Linked DNA regions of Mus musculus: regions 1 and 3 are each linked to region 2. Evidence: chromatin contacts called from public HiChIP or PLAC-seq and promoter capture Hi-C data. All regions are on one chromosome and are shown on one strand. The core of a region is the stretch at or near the end of the contact, and the rest is flanking DNA. Distances in the headings are between cores, read along the strand shown.

Region 1 (2,726 bases), core at 125-2,624, 150 kb before region 2:
CCGTGGGTCCTCCCTCCTCTGTCCCCTGACACAAGCTTTCAGCAACACCCATAAAAAGTCCTCCCAGCATAACTGTGCCGCTTATGAAAGAGGCTCAGCAAACTAGAGGGTCAGGTGCCAAGTGCCCCTCCCTCCCCGTCTTACTCCAGGGGTGAAGAGCCCAGACATCTGGCATACCTTGTCCTGCCCTGAGCATGGAGGGAGAACTAGTGCCCAATGAACCTTGGCCAAAGCAACTTGGCCTCTGGTCTCCCCAAAGTACAGATGAACTACAAAGCCCCCGAGAGTCCGCCCCTCCCCCCAACTTCCTGTGCTCGAGTCTCTAGAAAGTCTCCCAGATTGGTAAGGTGGCACTTGCTTATAAACCCAGCTCTCAGGAGACTGGGACCAGAGATTTCATGCTCAAGGCTGGCCTGACGTTTATAACAAGACTAAAACCGGGAGAGGAAAAAAAGAAAAAAAAGTAAGACTGTGAGAATCCACTTTGAGGTCCTTGAGGCACTTGCACCCAAGTGTCTGGTGCCCCAGTAGGCACAATTCCCGAGTAGGAAAAAGCTTCTAATACAGCTATGAAGGAGACTAGTCCAGTGGGGATTTGCAGACCACAGCGGAATTCTCGCGCCAGGGCAACGCATGGGAGGAGGGGAATGGGATGGCGGGGGGAGGGGGGGGTGGACTACTTGCTACGGCCCTGCCAGATCGGCCACCACCTGGGTAGGTAGGGGCGTATGGCTCCGGGAGTGTCACCACTCTCCCTTGATAGACAACTTTCCAGACAGGAAGGACCCTATGCTGCGGGCCACACGGCCAGGCCCTGCTGTCTACTCTTCCCTGGTTTAACCCCTCGGCCCTGGCTAGGTACAAGCAAGTCGCGGGGACCTTGGCTAGGTGTGTGCACAAAGCTGCACGGTTCGCATCCTCGAAGACAAGCAGTTTCCTCTTTCTAGGATCAATAGTAATTTTTTTAAAAAAGAGAATCAGCGGACTCAATGAATCAAACACTCCCGGGAGAGGGTAGCCGCTCCTGCGCGTAACATCCGTTTGGAAAACAATTCATTCCCTTGGCGGGAGCTCTGAACATAACAGTACGGGGTCCCCAAGCTCGATCGAGGGGCGCTCCCAGGTCAGCACCCACTTCCCCGACCCAGTGAACTGGGCCTGCGGTCCTACGCCCTGCCCGGCGATCCTCGAGCAGGATCGCTCGCTGTCCCGGTGACAAGTTCCGACCTGATCCTCACCGTGCGGCCCCACAGGCTCTGCAGTCCCCGCCGCTGCCGCCGCCCCCGGCCGGCTCACCAGTCCCGGCCGCGATCCCGTAGCCGAACCGCACGGGCGCTGCCAACAAACTAGTTTCTCCGGCCTTCCCGCCCCGCCTCGCGGCCCGAAGCGCAGCAACCAATCATAAACCGCGCCTCTGTGACGGATGGGTCGACTGACCCGTAATACAGTCGCGTGAGAAGAAAGGGACGGTCGTCCAGGCCATCGGTGCCGCGGAAGGCGGGGCGGGGAGAGGAAAGCGACTGCCACCAGATTCTTAAAGGGACAGGCCATTGCCTTTCTGTTCTGGTGGCCAGAGTTGGGAGAAAGCAACACGACCTGTTCTAGAGCTTCTCTTAAGGAAGGTCTTTGTCGATCACACGCATTCTTCTTTCTGTTACCGAATCACAGCCGTTGTTGATCTTTTTAAAGACCAGCAATCTAATCGCTCCTATGTTAAGGAAATCCTTTTTCCCTCCCGGCTAGTTTCGATGCGAGGGAATTTCTACAGACACGAATCCCTGTCTATACTGGGAATTCCCAGATTTCAAGGGAGAGGACTTTAAGCTTCAGCTGTTCTGTCAAGCCGGTGGAAATTTCTTCCTAAACTTTTTTTTAACCCTTCAAATATCCTTCACTATTAGAACTCTCAGCGGTACAAAACTGATAGAGTAAATCTATATCTATACATACATACATACATACATACATACATACAACACACATATGGAATTTATTAGAGTAACTTTCAGGCTGTGGCCGGGGTAGCCCAACAATGGCTGTCTCCGGATATAACGTCTGAGAGTCCAACTGTCAGTCCACGAGGCTGGATGCTTCAGCTGGTCTTCAGTATACCTTGGAATTCAGAAGAAGTTGGCTATAATACAATGAAAGAATGACCCTACCTGTGAAACTTAAGGGCAGACAAAGAGCAAAAGCTTGCTTCTTCCAGGTCCTTTTTCCAGGCTGCCGCTAGAAGGTGCCCAGATTTAGGGTGGGTCTTCGGGGGTGGGTGGATATGGGGGACTTTTGGTATAGCATTGGAAATGTAAATGAGCTAAATACCTAATAAAAAATGGAAAAAAAAAAAAGAATGAAATTGGCTCAAAAAAAAAAAAAAAAGGGTCTTCCTATCTCAAATGATCCAACCAGGAAAAAATCCCTCACAGGTGAGCCCAGCTGCTTGGGTTTTAGCTACTCCAGATATAATCAAGTTGAGGATCAAGAGTAGACATCACACTTGCCCAACGCATCCATTAGTTCATTTAAGAGTTACTAGATGAGCTGGGGAGTGGCGCTCACAACCACCTGTAATGAGAACGCCCTCTTCTGGTGCGTCTGAAGTCAGCTACAGTGTACTTATGTATAATAATAAATCTTTGGGCCGGAGCGAGCAGAGACTCTAAAAATTCAATTCCCAACAACCACATGAAGGTTCACAACCATCTGTACAGCTACAGTGTACTCAC
Region 2 (2,700 bases), core at 2-2,501:
TTTAAAAATGATGAGACTGGGCACAATAATACTAGGGTGCTATGCAAGAAACTTGGTTTTCACTTTCTTAATCCTATCCTTTTAGAAGGTAGGGTATTCTGTGAGCATGAAAACCAAATGTGATTAGGCATCTTGGGAAATTCTTTCATATACAAGGCACAGAAACTCGGAATTGGGTCTGAATGGCTCACTATAACGTTAACTAAGGTATCAGCTGGCGAGAAAGTCCTTTTTAGTCAGAGAACTTTTGAGTCATACTAGGAACTGGTTTAAAATGTGTCTTGTGTCTTGAAGCTGTCCTTGTAAAAACGAGAGCTTAATAGAAAAAGACAATCAGTGGCGTGAAGACCACTCTCTTCGTGAAGGCAACAGTGTGTATGTATCCAAGGACCTTAATACATGTATAATACACACAATTTACTCAGCAGGAAACAGAACTACTGCTCAAAGACAATACGACAAAAGAGAAACTGCCCATCTTCCTCTTACGCTTCCTGTTTAGGGCTCCTAAGCTTCTGAAAAGCATTCCGTCTATACATCTGCAACGTCTGCATGTTACAGCTGACTCAAAGGTTATGTATGCAGGACTGATAACTAAATTCCTTATATAATAAAAACTATACACAGAAAAACTTGGCACTATTGGGCAACACATATTGTCTAGGAGTGTGAAACATTTGCTGCCTAATAGCTAACTTTGGCTACTCAGAGAGTCCAAAGAGTGTTGGCAGTCACAGCTTAACATGTGGGATAACAAACTCAAGTTTATAATTGTCTTCTCATAGACACACACACTATGTTTACTCAGAGAGACTTTCCTAACTATATTCAGATACAACTCATATGTATTGGTTAGCAGCTGAATAACTATATGGTCTCATTAACACATATTTAAAAATTAATAATCTTAGCACTTGAGTGGTTACATTACTGGCCCAATATGTGCAAGGCCCTACAATCTCCAGCACTGAAGAAAAAGAGAAAACAACCAACTCCTAAACAGGGTAAGAGAAGTGAAAGTTCATTATTTTTATAGAAAAAATAGTGTTAATATCTATGGTATCACTTTTTTTTTTAAACAATATAGGAAACATCATTCAATAGTTAGGAAAAAGAGTTGACTGATACTCACTTATCTGTATAATTGGGTGGACACACAACTAATTCTCTCTCATTACCTCTGCTTATACTGACAAGGTCACAGTGTTCTGTAGCAGCTGTATAACAGTCTTATTTAACAGTAAGCTAACCTCCACTCACAGGAAAGACGGCAGGTTAACATGCCTGGCCACAGGGGTACTTGAAAACACACAGTAAAGGGAACCGTACTGCAATCTGCAGAGTTATGAATTTGCAATTTTTGGAGTTTCTATTGCTGGAGACAGTTTAGCCCCCAAAGATCAAATCTTGAAGCCAAGTCAGAAAGAGGAACCATGTCAATTGCAAAAGAGTGTTGTCATTTTGTCGACAGAGAGGAATGGAGGCAAGAAGTCAACTGGTTCTTTAACGGTGATGACAGACCTGACTCGAACACAGGTAGCCTATTTTCCTGTCCCATCTCATCACCTGCCTCTTACCTAATGGTAGTCATTTGAAGTGAAAAAATATTAAAGACAAATGAAAAAGAACTACTTAGTAGTGGATTTTGCTGAAAAATAAGCACACGATGACAGGCAACATGTGTGGGAAGCCAGACCTCACGTAGCTCTGCCAGACCATTATCTAGACTTGCTACTTGAAACACAGTCTATAGAGTACGGAAGTTGGGTGAGATTCTGTTTTAAAGATGACGTTCCAGTTTCTAAGTCTGATTCCACATTATCTTTTTTTTCTGTCTGTATTACCTGCCCCCTCAGCAATCTCACTGTTGAATCTACCATTCATTGGGAGAGGTGGTCAGAGGTAGTCTCTACTGACTTGTTGGCCTTATAATTATGTGTGTGTATGTTTGGATAAGGTTCCAGTTTAAAAGCAAAATAAAAAAAAAATAACAGAAACATTTTGAATTCATCCAAACCTAACCATGACATTTTCAAGGTTAACTGAGAATTACAGGCCACTAAGCAAAGAAGCCATTCAATAATACATGGTTCGGTTTTCCCAAGGGAATTTTCTTGTGTTGATAGCAACTATAGACGAAGGAAGCCAAAGGAAACATGCAGGTTCTGCTACTGCCAGTATGTGGAATACAGTATGCATCCCCTCCTCCTGGCTTCATATTCATTCATATATATATATTTTTTTCTCAAACTAGAATGGATCCAATAAAACACACAATTAGGCTAGAAATGATTTAGTAGACTGTATTTTCATCCTATACTTGGTAGGAAAAATGGTGAAAAAGCAGATTTGGTGTAAGAGTTTTGTGGTAAAAGATACTTTATTTACAAAACCTGGCATCACAGCTAGGATAGTAAATGCACTCACTCTCAAAGGTCCTTGTGCTTGCTCCCTACACTTGGCGGGGAGCCTCCTGGAGAGAACTTATGGGGTGTGTGCCCTTGAAGGGGGTTATGAAGCCCCAGCCCCTCTCTCTGCTTCCCCTCCAGTAGGTGCTCTGCCATGGGGCACTTTACTACCACAGCCCCAAAGCAACAATACTAGGTGAACATAGGCTGAAACCTCTGAAATCGATTCCTTCTTAAAGAGACGACTATAGCAGGTAATTTGTTACCACACGGAAAGCCAACACAGTTAGTA
Region 3 (2,700 bases), core at 142-2,641, 170 kb after region 2:
GTCAAGACTCAAAAGACATCTCCGAAGGACAACACTATATGCTCCATTTTGGGGATGCATGTGACCCACCTTACTTTTTCTAGAGTATTTATCCCCATGAAGTGGCTTATACACAGTCGGTGTAAACTACATATACTTAATAACTGCCATGGCCTGGTTTGTAGAATGCAGTGTTTATGCTTGAGACTCTCATGTTGTGGGGAAGGCTCTACCATATTTTACCTTTCTATTTGTAAAATAGAGACAAATAACAAAGGTGTGTAAAATTTTTAACTCTGTGGTGGGCAATAAGGAAATACTCAATAAGTTAAGTTCTTGTTCCTCACACCTGGTATAAATGATGTGACAAGCATTTCATGGCGACTCTTACATTATAATCAATTCCTACATTCTAACATCTAATGCTAATTAATCCACAATCATAAGTACAGGGTAATGCCCAAGATGCTGTTGAGTAAACAGAAACAGTAATCTATTAAATATGCTATACATTATAAAGGTATTCGCTCTGTAGTGCCCTTCTCACCAATACCACACATGTGCCATATCATCCCGCAATGCTGAGCACCTAAATAAATGCTATTAACACCACCACCACAAACAAGCAAATAAGAAAACTTGACAAAGGGTCCATGAGACTGAGCAGGAAGAGGTCTGAAGAGGTAAGGAGATGGTAGTGCACAAGTGATACAAGATATAGGAGTGGGAAGACTGGGGTTAAAAGTGGAGGTGGAGGTACAGGGGAGAGGAGGAGTGGGAGAGGAGCAGACCAAAGCCAAGGGCTATGAAAAGTGCTCATAGAGACATAATATTCTGTAAGTTAGTTTCTAAAAATATTTTCAAAAGGGTTTGACTCTAAATACCCTGTGTGAGTAGACAATGCTGCTTCCAGGAGAAATGAGTTATTAAACAAAAGTCTCAGTGCCAGCTGGGATACAGTCCTACAAGTTACTGATCAGAGAGGGCAGTATAGGTTACTGCCATTGCTTTTGGCCGTCCTCCAGAACTAAATCATAAAATCCTATTGCCAAAACCACAACACACTTTGGTTGCAAAACAGACAGAAAGAAATCTAAAACTGACTTAAAAACTTCATTCCTTCATGGTTAGTTTTCATAGTGCTAGATGATGCTGTGCAGGCAGCTGCCAGGGGAAAGACATCAATCTTATCCAGTACTGAACCTTGTATGTTCATAACTGGTCATATTGTTTACAATAAGTGACTGCTGAGTGATCACATATAACCCTTTCTACCATTAGAGCTCAGGAAATTTCCTTGAAGCAGGGACAGAAATGATTTCTTATTACATTATGTAACAGACAGAGGCTAGGGAGGAATGCCATTGAAAGCTGACATGGCCATGACCTGGCCACTGCACTCATGAATCTGCAACGCAGCTACGGTCACATGCATGAAGTTAAGTCAAGAACATTAGCCACTATTCCAGCGGGCAGTGCTAATTAGACTATGTGGTTAAAACAAAAAAAGAAAAGAAAAGGAGAAAGAGGCATGAAGGTATAAAGTAGAGGTGTTTAATGACTTCTAGGAAGAAATGGGGGATAAGTATGATCAAGATATATACATGGATAAAACTGTCAAAGAGTAAAAGTCTTTTTAAAAAAGAAAGAAAAATCTGGGATTAACTTCAAAAACAAATGAATCTGAATTTCTGTGCCTGTCATGGCTCTTCCAGAGACAAGACAGAAATAGAATGGAAGGCTCTTCTAAGCAGACACTATTGGAGCAAAAGGGAAGGCTGGGTGCTATCTCACCCTGTATTAGGCTTTCACATGACAGATGCAACAACCTCTGGGGACAGGAATACACAAGTTCACCACTTCAGTTATCTTTTGATATTTACAAAGCCTATGATTTCCTACAAATAATGTTTTTGTTGCTTTGCAAATATCCCAATGGAGAAGGAAACTCCCACAATGGAGAAGGCCATTCTACAAGTGAGAACAGCTGTATCCTGTCATCCAAAGGAAAGGAAACTGTTAAGTGACCTAGGCATCCAGAAAAGGGAGAGAAATCCCACAAATTCAGTTAAGTGCTGACATTTATCCCTATGGTAGTAAGAACACACTTTAAATTTAGAAAATTCATACTCAGCTGTGAAACATGTAAATTGATTTCTACAGGGGTTAAAATAGATATCCAGTTAAGAGACTGCCAAAGCCATGCCTTTATACTTCCTCCACTCTCCCCTCCCTTCTATCTCAAAAATAAGCAGCCTAATGGGCCAAGTTATCAGCCACCTGGACTGCCTAAACAGCCCTTACCAGGACACATCCCAAGTCCTATTTGTGGCTTATCTTGCTGGGCCTGGCATAACAGAGCCATGGGGGCCTACCAGCTTGGACACATAACAAAAGCACCATCAACTGAATTACACAAGTAGAATAGAAGGCTAAAGAAGTCACAAACAAGCTAAAAGCAAATAACATTAGCCTTTAAACTAAGAAAAACATCTCTTGTGGCTAAATATTCTACTCAAAGATGATTCCACAATATTTGGGGAACAATGACACTGAAAATCAGGAGAGATGTCAACTTACAAAATAATCTCAAAGTCAGAAGGACCTGTGTTTACTAATAAGACTTAACGTAAAATATCTGTGAGTGTCCTAATGAACTGAAAATGCTACTGAAATGAGAATTCCAATACTTTCAGCAATTTCCTATTTGGGTGTTTTGTT

The links. HiChIP or PLAC-seq counts read pairs in DNA pulled down with a chosen protein or histone mark. Capture Hi-C pulls out chosen DNA fragments and counts their contacts.
Region 1: a contact with region 2 is called in an H3K27ac HiChIP or PLAC-seq map of microglia, with 5 times the contacts expected there. The contact joins the promoter of Klhl25 here to the enhancer-like site in region 2. A contact is called at or near these places in 4 of 115 datasets of contacts at active chromatin or transcription factors (the 230-238 cell line, bone marrow-derived macrophages and microglia) and 3 of 9 other capture datasets (adipose tissue, liver and pancreatic islet).
Region 3: a contact with region 2 is called in a promoter capture Hi-C map of adipose tissue. The contact joins two enhancer-like sites. A contact is called at or near these places in 2 of 15 datasets of contacts at CTCF or cohesin (the NIH/3T3 cell line and large pre-B cells) and 3 of 9 other capture datasets (adipose tissue, liver and pancreatic islet).

Annotation. Positions count from the first base shown.
Region 1 is chr7:75,846,986-75,849,711 of GRCm38.p6, reverse strand. Klhl25 (kelch-like 25) reads right to left here and starts at 1,374. Exons shown (of 3, transcript NM_001122780.1): 1 at 1,239-1,374. Gm51489 (a long non-coding RNA gene) reads right to left here. Exons shown (of 3, transcript XR_003946804.1): 3 at 2,000-2,112.
Region 2 is chr7:75,698,697-75,701,396 of GRCm38.p6, reverse strand. All of the region lies in intron 16 of Akap13 (A kinase (PRKA) anchor protein 13), which reads right to left. Among named protein-coding and RNA genes, the nearest start is that of AU020206, 82 kb to the left of the region's middle. Within about 2 kb of position 1,251, at least 119 of the 459 cell types and tissues checked have an H3K27ac peak or open chromatin away from gene starts, as enhancers often do. A contact at or near this core is called in the 230-238 cell line, adipose tissue, bone marrow-derived macrophages and 1 more, where this site is marked.
Region 3 is chr7:75,524,577-75,527,276 of GRCm38.p6, reverse strand. All of the region lies in intron 1 of Akap13 (A kinase (PRKA) anchor protein 13), which reads right to left. Among named protein-coding and RNA genes, the nearest start is that of Akap13, 70 kb to the right of the region's middle. Within about 2 kb of position 1,391, at least 38 of the 459 cell types and tissues checked have an H3K27ac peak or open chromatin away from gene starts, as enhancers often do. A contact at or near this core is called in adipose tissue, where this site is marked.